2 separate regions of the Mus musculus genome follow, and region 2 is linked to region 1. A link is a contact called in public HiChIP or PLAC-seq data. All regions are on one chromosome and are shown on one strand. Each heading gives the region's core, a stretch centred on a gene start, on an enhancer-like site or on the middle of the called end of the contact. The rest is flanking DNA. Distances are from core to core; before and after follow the strand shown. Region 1 has its middle 29 kb from the start of E130120K24Rik. Region 2 holds the start of Bmp4 (bone morphogenetic protein 4).

Region 1 (5,142 bases), core at 1,746-4,245:
TATCAAAATGGGAGGGAAGTCTGACTTACATCCATTCCAACTGCTTTTATGCAAGTCAAATGTAGTGATAAATACAAAGCTATATGTCCCATGTTGCATGGTTAAGTCTGACATGGAAAATGGTTTGTTCTACCAAGAACCATCTGTATTTATCTCCAAATTGACCTACCCAATGGTTGCAAACATTTTTTTAAAACCACGTTGGTGAATGTCACAACTTCTGAGTCACATCAAAACCAACACAGTTTCCTTAGGAATTCTGCATCAGTGGAAAAGTATCTCCGCTGAACGTCACTGGCCTGCCATATGAGAGAAAAGGTGACACAGAAAACGGAAACACAGCGTTTTCCGGCTCCTCATTCTCAGTTGCATCCCTAATTCCCTGACTACAACCATGTTCTTAATTTTTTTCCAAGGAGATTCTTTATAAACCTTTCTACCCCACACAGCTAAGACACTGCAAGAACAAAATATAGCCTGAGACCAGTGCATGCATTGGATTAGATTCAAGTATTCCCGGCTTTATCTAGCAGGAAAAATCCTTTTAGAATTAGAGAGGAAGTGAATCAGGCCTGATCAACCTTGGCTAACTAACTTACATGATATATAAACATGGGTGGCTGTTGGTTGTCTACTTTGAAGCCATTTTCAGTTTCCAAATAGCCAGCTCCATTTTCCTTAGGTGATGCTAACACATTTATTCGGGAATAGTTATGGATAGACAGATTCTAACAAGTGTTGCTTCTTCATCTATAATCTGCTAGAAGAACGAATCTGATCAGCTCTGCCCTGAAGGAAGAGAAGTGCATTTTCTTTAATGGAGTTTATTTGAAGCCTCCGATGCTAATGTGAGCTCACAGATTGGGCAAGTTCCACCAAAATAACTTTCAAACTATTTGTACTCAATTAAATGTTTATTTAAAATTTTCTTTTGGTTTCTACTGCTGTAACTGTATTGTTCATTTTTCGAATACCGAAAGTGCTGTTGTTTAGTCTCAGAGGCATTGCTCGTTACAAATTTAACAACTGTGACATATTAAAAACAACATTTAGGGAAGAAATTAGGTTTGAGAGGATGTGGCCAGATGTTTCCATGGAGTTTCACCAAAATGTCACTTAAATGCCAGTAAGATTTGAAAAGGAAATCCCCCCCCCCGAAAGTTTCTCTGGCCATTTAACTGACCCCAGAATACTTTGCTGTCAGAGTCTCATTGGGAAACCTGTTTGATTTTCATTTTTAATCATGGTTTTCTTGAGGGTCTGTGAAATCTTTTCAGTATCAATTTTCTCTTATAAATGTACTATGGCAACTGACAAAATTGTGACAAAGTCACTGCCTTTGTGACCCTAGTTTTGACTGAAATGAGGTTCTGATACCTGTCATCTACGACTGCCAAGACAACTAAGTAAAACAATGTATGTGACAGTCTTCCCTGATGATGACATGTCAGATTGTGTCATTATTATTGCAGACAGTACTATTTGTTGATTGGGATTCAACCTCCCCCAAACAAACAAACAAACAAACAAACAAACAAACAAACAAAATCATTAAATGTTCTGGTGCTTCTTGACTCAGAAGAAAAGCAATCCTGTTTGAAGTTTTGATGAGGTGTTGGTGTCTGGTTGGGATTGTCAGTTAACACTGGGGAAAAACTCGAGTGTCTGAAGACAAGCAGGAGATGAAGTCATTATTATCTTCAGGTAAGTTGAATGGTAGTGAGGATAGAAGTCTTGGAGATAACCTGTACATTCTGAAGAGGAACTAGAAAGGAGCCGGAAGTAAAGACAAAAATAATAGAGACCTGGAGCCTAGGCAGAAGAGCCTAGGTTTCCTTTCTGTGGGAAGTCTCTGGGTGTCAGTGGCTTGATGGAACAGAAGTTCTCACTATTTGGTCCACGTTCAACAATACACAGAATCATAAAAGCATAGCAAAAGCTTGTACCACAGAGGTTTTTCAAGGAAAAAGGGATAAGCTCGGTCCAAAACTATTATGCAGGGCGGAGACATTCCAAGCATGCCATTCCATGCCTGTGCCAGGGGAATGTGGGCACAGCATAGAAACAATGGCCAAGGCTGGAGAGATTAAGAGGACCAGGGAAATTTTGAATAAAAAAAAAAAACAAGTAGTGAAGAGTGTACCCTACCTCCCACACACGAAAGCTTCCCTCTTTGGGGGTTTAAGTGTGGGTTGAATTAGTTTTTAGATTCATCAGCTATAAATCCCCAAAATTTGGTGCTAAATGATTAGAGCTGCATCTTGCAAAAAGTATACACACACACACACACACACACACACACACACACACACACACACACACAGAGAGAGAACCAGAAAAAGATACTGGATAAATAGTTTGTTGATATTTCAACTCCAAACTCAAAATGACACTATCATCTCTTTCCATTTTCCTGGATTCCAGGTGGGATAAACCTCCATAATGAAAGTTTGTTATATTTAAAAAATAAATGCAAACAGCCTTTCCAATCACTCTCGGAAATTCTGAACCTAGAGAAACATAGCCATTCCCGTCCACACATTTCCTTATCCTGGGAACGAGTATTGTCATGGTGGTTGTTTGGGCTCCATCCACATTTGTGATCCTTTGAAACATGAGAGGAGTTTTGATTTTGAAAGGTGCCCCACGATTCCCAAGAACTCTATTGGCTCACAGCTGTGGGAATGGCTGCATCTGCTTCGTGTTTATAGCCATCCATCTTCATTCTTTTTGGTAGATAAACTGAAAATAGGAGTAAACATGGCCCTCCCCAAAAAGGATATTTTTGGAGGTTTTTTCGATAAGAATTTTAGTTAAGTGCTTTGGGGGAAAATTACCACAACCCACTTCACTAAGAGCTATTGTTTTGTTTTCTTTGACTGATAATATATTTAACCAAAGAAGAACAATTCAGTTGCCTGGTGATGGGATGATTCAGTTTCTCCAAGGCGGGGTTCAGAGAACCTTAGTCACAGTCACCTGGAGAGTTCTGAAGACTTTAGATTCCTGGGCCCTACTCCAACCCTGTGACTCAGGAGCCTCAGGACCACAACGAGGAAGCTGTGTGTTTAGTGAGTCCTGCAGGTGGTTCCTATGTATCTTCATATGTAAGGGGGCATGATTCTTCAAATCAGCAATCAGTGCTTGATCTTGGGTGAGGTAGCTACATCACCCACCTCCAAGGTTCGGAGAGGAGTATCAGTGGGAGGAAGGATGGGAGAATATGAAAGTCAGAAGATGGAGAGGGATGTCGTGAGATGCTGCCTTCTGGACATGTGGGCATGGATTCTCACAGAATGGATGCTTACCTGCACAAGACCTGCTTAAGCCTAGGACCGCTAACTTCCCATTGAGCCTGAGGAGGGAGACTCATGAGGCCCTCAGTCCTTCCTAAGGAGCCACAGGCAGTTAGTTAATAGATGCTGGGAGGGAAGAGAGTCCTCGGTGATGTAGAGTAAGTTGCCTTTGCTCGTGAAAAATAACCTCTCAGTCAAGCTTATGTGAGCGATTTTAATTCAATACAGTGGGGTACACACAGAGAGGAGCAATTTTAATTCAATACAGTGGGGTGCACACAGAGAGACATGGGTAGGAGGGCTAACTTGTTGGGGAGACAAAGAGGTTCTATGGGAGTGTGAGGGATGTAAGATGTGAGAGGGATTTTATATATATATATATATATGTAATTTTTGAAGGATAAGTAATAAATAACATAAAAATAAATAAAAGAAATTTAAAATGAACAAATTAACAAACAAAAGTGCTTTTGCTCAGGAGTCCCTCTAACTCTGATGAAAGGGTCAGGGCCAAGTTGTCTTGGGAGGTGGGCAGCCCAGTTTAAAACCCAGTGAAAGTGATTTTTCCATCTCCTCAATGTCTCTCGTTTTGTTTGCTCTGTCCCAAAGCTTCCTTCACATGGCACAGCATTTGGAATTGAGGGTCCACCCTGAAGCAGTTTACTGTGGATCCTCTGCTGATGCTCGGCGACCATGAGTTACATTTTAAGAAGAGCTCCTACATTCGGTCAGCACAGTTGCCTGACAGCTCTGGGATATCAGGCAGATCTATGTCTACTTTCCAGGGCAGTGGTTCTTGGACTTTTAACTGCATGGTAGAATCTCGTGGATTTAGAACTCCTCCATCTCAGGCTAAACTCCAGACCAAAGTCATTAAACCTACAAGACAGGATCCAGGCCTCTGAGCTTTGTGACGCTCCCTGGTGATTCCAATGTACCATCAAGGCCAAGGCCTTCCTTCGGTCCTAGGGCATCTGGAGAAAGCACAGATTCTAACATCTGTAGGGATCATCAGTGGCTTTCTCTGCAGACAGAACTCTTCATTTCCTATGGTTAGGGCTATATGCATGGTTTAGAAGGCATTTCTTATGAAAATGTGTTCCAGAGAGAGAGTCTGAACATTTCTTTAGAGTGTTCAGCCACACTGTCGGAGCTCCAGCCCAGTCCACTGTTATTCGAATGAATTGCCGCTGGTATTTAAGCCTTCATCCATAGACTCATGCCAGTGTGTTCTGCCCCTGCCTGGCCTTGAAATACACAACACCAGCACTTCCTTTTGTCTGTATCAAGATGATCTACAAAATTTATCAGTCTTCAGCTCTTTTTTGTCTTCCCAAGAGCCAGTAACAGATCTCCAGTGAGCTGAAACAGGGTAAGTTGTTTTAAACTAGTGACTGCTTAATAAATTAGCCCAAGACGGCTCCTACAGCCAGTTTCCCAGGGTATCAGAGCAACACCGCAAGAAAAATTATTTCCATTAAACACCACAAAAATGTCTTTCCTGTGATACTTCACTAAAAGGGTGACATGTGCAAGAGTCTCAGTCACAAAACAGGAAAGCAATGTTTGAAAGTTAAATTAAAAAGTAAAGCATAGTTAAGATTTTATTGAGCTTAAACTCCACTCCTACCCCCTAAACATATAAATCTGTTCTGGGCTCTATGTCTCCCACTCAGATGGGTGATAAATTTTGGATGCTGGATTCTTATGTCTCTAAAAATAACGTTTACCTACAGTGAAGTGCAACATCTGGGCCCACTGGGAGAGTACAGAGTGGCCTTTTAGGTTAATTGTTTGTGTAGACAGGTTAGGTTTCCCAATGCTGAGAATGGTACCTGTTCTCTTT
Region 2 (5,142 bases), core at 1,825-4,324, 130 kb after region 1:
AAAGTATTCCCTTATAGTTAAGATAGACATCTAAATGGCGATGTTTGAAGACCCCATGCCATTTGGGACCTAGAATCAAGGTACTATGCCTGCAGAATCAGAATTTTTTTTTTTTCCTGAGCCAGGGAGTATAAATCTTTAACCCTAGCACCCAGGAGGCAGAGACAAGTGGATCTCTGTGGGTTTCAGGCGAGCCTAGTCTACAGATCAAGTTCTAGGACAGCCAGGGCTACACAGAGAAACCCTGTCTCAAGCAAACAAAACAAAACAAAACAAAACAAAACAAAACAAAACAAAGCAGAAATTTCTTCACTGCTATAGACCTATTTCTGGACGTAATGATAACTGTTTATAAAGCTTTACTCAAAAATATCCCTTACCTACTTAAGAATGTCTTTGTTTCTATTTTTTAATGGTACTTATTAGCTCTGAAAGGATATGTAAAATAACTTTTAAAACAGGAGTATTCATTGGCCAGGCATGGTGGTATATACCTGCAATCACTGTCTGGTTAGACTTTGCTTCAAAACCAACCAAACCAAACCACACCAAACTTAATTTGTTACTTAGCATAACTGGGAGGTGGGGGCTGCGGGGCGGGGGGTGGGGGAGTGGGGTGGGGTGGGGAGACAAGGAAGACTAGGTTTGCTTGGGTCAGCAAAGATGCTGATGGGTAAGGTTTTGTTTGTTTGTTTGTTTGTTTGTTTTTTGTTTTTTGTTTTAAAGTTGGGTCTTTCTCTACATAGTCCTGCTTGTCCTGAATTCGCTAGGTAGACCAGGCTGGCCCAGAACACCTAGAGATCATCTGGCTGCCTCTGTCTCTTGAGTTCTGGGGCTAAAGCATGCACCACTCTACCTGGCTAGTTTGTATCCATCTAAATTGGGGAAGAAAGAAGTACAGCTGTCCCCAGAGATAACAGCTGGGTTTTCCCATCAAACACCTAGAAATCCATTTTAGATTCTAAATAGGGTTTGTCAGGTAGCTTAATTAGAAACTTTCAGACTGGGTTTCACAGACTGGTTGGGCCAAAGGTCACTTTATTGTCTGGGTTTCAGCAAAATGAGACAATAGCTGTTATTCAAACAACATTTGGGTAAGGAAGAAAAATGAACAAACACCACTCTCCCTCCCCCCGCTCCGTGCCTCCAAATCCATTAAAGGCAAAGCTGCACCCCTAAGGACAACGAATCGCTGCTGTTTGTGAGTTTAAATATTAAGGAACACATTGTGTTAATGATTGGAGCAGCAGTGATTGATGTAGTGGCATTGGTGAGCACTGAATCCGTCCTTCAACCTGCTATGGGAGCACAGAGCCTGATGCCCCAGGAGTAATGTAATAGAGTAATGTAATGTAATGGAGTTTTAATTTTGTGTTGTTGTTTTAAATAATTAATTGTAATTTTGGCTGTGTTAGAAGCTGTGGGTACGTTTCTCAGTCATCTTTTCGGTCTGGTGTTATTGCCATACCTTGATTAATCGGAGATTAAAAGAGAAGGTGTACTTAGAAACGATTTCAAATGAAAGAAGGTATGTTTCCAATGTGACTTCACTAAAGTGACAGTGACGCAGGGAATCAATCGTCTTCTAATAGAAAGGGCTCATGGAGACCTGAGCTGATCTTTCTGTTCTGGATGAGAGAGGTGGTACCCATTGGAATGAAAGGACTTAGTCAGGGGCATACAGTGTGCTCCAGGCTGGGGATGGTCAGGATGTTGTGCTCAGCCTCTAACACTCCTTCCAACCTGACATTCCTTCTCACCCTTTGTCTCTGGCCAGTAGAATACAGGAACTCGTTCCTGTTTTTTTTTTTTTAAATTCTGAAGGTGTGTAAGTACAAAGGTCAGATGAGCGGCCCTAGGTCAAGACTGCTTTGTGGTGACAAGGGAGTATAACACCCACCCCAGAAACCAAGAACCGGAAATTGCTATCTTCCAGCCCTTTGAGAGCTACCTGAAGCTCTGGGCTGCTGGCCTCACCCCTTCCCTGCAGCTTTCCCTTTAGCAGAGGCTGTGATTTCCTTCAGCGCTCTGGGCAAATACTCTTAGCCTGGCTCACCTTCCCCATCCTCGTTTGTAAAAACAAAGATGAAGCTGATAGTTCCTTCCCAGCTCCATCAGAGGCAGGGTGTGAAATTAGCTCCTGTTTGGGAAGGTTTAAAAGCCGGCCACATTCCACCTCCCAGCTAGCATGATTACCAACTCTTGTTCTTACTGTTGTTATGAAAGACTCAATTCCTCATCTCCCTTCTTTTAAAAAGGGGCCAAAGGGCACTTTGTTTTTTTCTCTACATGGCCTAAAAGGCACTGTGTTACCTTCCTGGAAGGTCCCAAACAAACAAACAAACAAACAAAATAACCATCTGGCAGTTAAGAAGGCTTCAGAGATATAAATAGGATTTTCTAATTGTCTTACAAGGCCTAGGCCTGTTTGCCTGCCAAGTGCCTGCAAACTACCTCTGTGCACTTGAAATGTTAGACCTGGGGGATCGATGGAGGGCACCCAGTTTAAGGGGGGTTGGTGCAATTCTCAAATGTCCACAAGAAACATCTCACAAAAACTTTTTTGGGGGGAAAGTCACCTCCTAATAGTTGAAGAGGTATCTCCTTCGGGCACACAGCCCTGCTCACAGCCTGTTTCAACGTTTGGGAATCCTTTAACAGTTTACGGAAGGCCACCCTTTAAACCAATCCAACAGCTCCCTTCTCCATAACCTGATTTTAGAGGTGTTTCATTATCTCTAATTACTCGGGGTAAATGGTGATTACTCAGTGTTTTAATCATCAGTTTGGGCAGCAGTTATTCTAAACTCAGGGAAGCCCAGACTCCCATGGGTATTTTTGGAAGGTACAGAGACTAGTTGGTGCATGCTTTCTAGTACCTCTTGCACGTGGTCCCCAGGTGAGCCCCGGCTGCTTCCCGAGCTGGAGGCATCGGTCCCAGCCAAGGTGGCAACTGAGGGCTGGGGAGCTGTGCAATCTTCCGGACCCGGGCCTTGCCAGGCGAGGCGAGGCCCCGTGGCTGGATGGGAGGATGTGGGCGGGGCTCCCATCCCCAGAAGGGGAGGCGATTAAGGGAGGAGGGAAGAAGGGAGGGGCCGCTGGGGGGAAAGACTGGGGAGGAAGGGAAGAAAGAGAGGGAGGGAAAAGAGAAGGAAGGAGTAGATGTGAGAGGGTGGTGCTGGAGGGTGGGAAGGCAAGAGCGCGAGGCCTGGCCCGGAAGCTAGGTGAGTTCGGCATCCGAGCTGAGAGACCCCAGCCTAAGACGCCGCTGCGCTGCAACCCAGCCTGAGTATCTGGTCTCCGTCCCTGATGGGATTCTCGTCTAAACCGTCTTGGAGCCTGCAGCGATCCAGTCTCTGGCCCTCGACCAGGTTCATTGCAGCTTTCTAGAGGTCCCCAGAAGCAGCTGCTGGCGAGCCCGCTTCTGCAGGAACCAATGGTGAGCAGGGCAACCTGGAGAGGGGCGCTATTCTGAGGATTCGAGGTGCACCCGTAGTAGAAGCTGGGGATGGGGCTCAGGCTGTAACCGAGGCAAAAGTTGGCCTATTCCTCCTTCCTTCTCCAACAGTGTTGGAGGTGGGATGATGGAGGCTAAAAGGCACCTCCATATATGTTACTGCGTCTATCCAACCTACTTTAGGGAGGTGCGGGCCAGGAGAGGCGGGAAGGAGAGAAGGCCTTGGAAGAGAGGTCATTGGGAAGAACTGTGGGGTTTGGTGGGTTTGCTTCCACTTAGACTATAAGAGTGGGAGAGGAGGGAGTCAACTCTAAGTTTCAACACCAGTGGGGGACTGAGGACTGCTTCATTAGGAGAGAGAACCTAGCCAGAGCTAGCTTTGCAAAAGAGGCTGTAGTCCTGCTTTGCTCTAAAGCGCGACCCGGGATAGAGAGGCTTCCTTGAGCGGGGTGTCACCTAATCTTGTCCCCAACGCACCCCCTCCCAGCCCCTGAGAGCTAGCGAACTGTAGGTACAGAACTCGCTCCCATCTCCAGGAGCTATTTTCTTAGACATGGGCACCCATGCATTCTGCCTTCTGGTACTCTCCCCTCCCTGGGAAGGGGTGTAAGGTTCGACGGACCGTGGCCAGGATGCCGAAAGGCTACCTGTGCGGGTCTTCTGCCATGCTGTGTCTGTGCGGACATGCCAGCAGGGCTAATGAGGAGCTTGCGATACTCCAAAGGGTTCGGGAATTGCGGGGTCCTTACACGCAGTGGAGTTGGGCCCCGGGGACTCAGAAGGTTTCCCGCCACGGCTTTGGTTGATAGTTTTTTTAGTATCCTGGTTTATGAACTGAAGGTTTTGTGAGATGTTGAATCACTAGCAGGGTCATATTTGGCAAACCGAGGCTACTATTAAATTTTGGTTTTAGAAGAAGATTCTGGGGAGAAAGTGAAGGGTAACTGCCTCCAGGAGCTGTATCAACCCCATTAAGAAAAAAAAAAATACCAGGAGATGAAAATTTACTTTGATCTGTATTTTTTAATTAAAAAAAATCAGGGAAGAAAGGAGTGATTAGAAAGGGATCCTTGTGAAGTTGAAATTGAAACAAGTCCTTCGTCTATTTACTGGGCTTTAACGTCGAGAGCGCTCCACACACCGCCAAAGGCACAGGATTGTCCGGGGATCCTGAGCGTCGGCGGTTCCACGGTGCCCTCGCTCCGCGTGCGCCAGTCGCTAGCATATCGCCATCTCTTTCCCCCTTAAAAGCAAATAAACAAATCAACAATAAGCCCTTTGCCCTTTCCAGCGCTTTCCCAGTTATTCCCAGCGGCGACGCTGGTCGGGGAATAGAGAAATCGTCTCAGAAAGCTGCGCTGATGGTGGTGAGAGCGGACTGTCGCTCAGGGGCGCCCGCGGTCTCTGCACCCAGGGCAGCAGTGTGGGATGGCGCTGGGCAGCCACCGCCGCCAGGAAGGACGTGACTCTCCATCCTTTACACTTCTTTCTCAAAGGTTTCCCGAAAGTGCCCCCCGCCTCGAAAACTGGGGCCGGTGCGGGGGGGGGGGAGAGGTTAGGTTGAAAACCAGCTGGACACGTCGAGTTCCTAAGTGAGGCAAAGAGGCGGGGTGGAGCGGGCTCTGGAGCGGGGGAGTCCTGGGACTCCGGTCCTCGGATGGACCCCGTGCAAAGACCTGTTGGAA

Evidence for each region. HiChIP or PLAC-seq counts read pairs in DNA pulled down with a chosen protein or histone mark.
Region 2: a contact with region 1 is called in an H3K27ac HiChIP or PLAC-seq map of a colorectal cancer cell line, with 5 times the contacts expected there. The contact joins the promoter of Bmp4 here to the enhancer-like site in region 1. A contact is called at or near these places in 10 of 39 promoter capture datasets (the 3T3-L1 cell line, 3T3-L1-derived adipocytes, embryonic stem cells and 4 more), 12 of 484 Hi-C or Micro-C datasets (the C2C12 cell line, the HL-1 cell line, the MC3T3-E1 cell line and 6 more), 7 of 115 datasets of contacts at active chromatin or transcription factors (a colorectal cancer cell line, embryonic stem cells, kidney and 1 more) and 4 of 9 other capture datasets (adipose tissue, embryonic stem cells, liver and 1 more).

Annotation. Positions count from the first base shown.
Region 1 is chr14:46,514,329-46,519,470 of GRCm38.p6, reverse strand. No RefSeq gene overlaps it. Among named protein-coding and RNA genes, the nearest start is that of E130120K24Rik, 29 kb to the left of the region's middle. Within about 2 kb of position 2,995, at least 49 of the 459 cell types and tissues checked have an H3K27ac peak or open chromatin away from gene starts, as enhancers often do. A contact at or near this core is called in the C2C12 cell line, the HL-1 cell line, a colorectal cancer cell line and 3 more, where this site is marked.
Region 2 is chr14:46,388,601-46,393,742 of GRCm38.p6, reverse strand. Bmp4 (bone morphogenetic protein 4) reads left to right here and starts at 3,074. Exons shown (of 4, transcript NM_007554.3): 1 at 3,074-3,439. Gm15222 (predicted gene 15222) reads right to left here. Exons shown (of 1, transcript NR_166856.1): 1 at 4,461-5,142. RefSeq lists promoters at 1,985-3,391, 760-3,391, 3,442-5,142.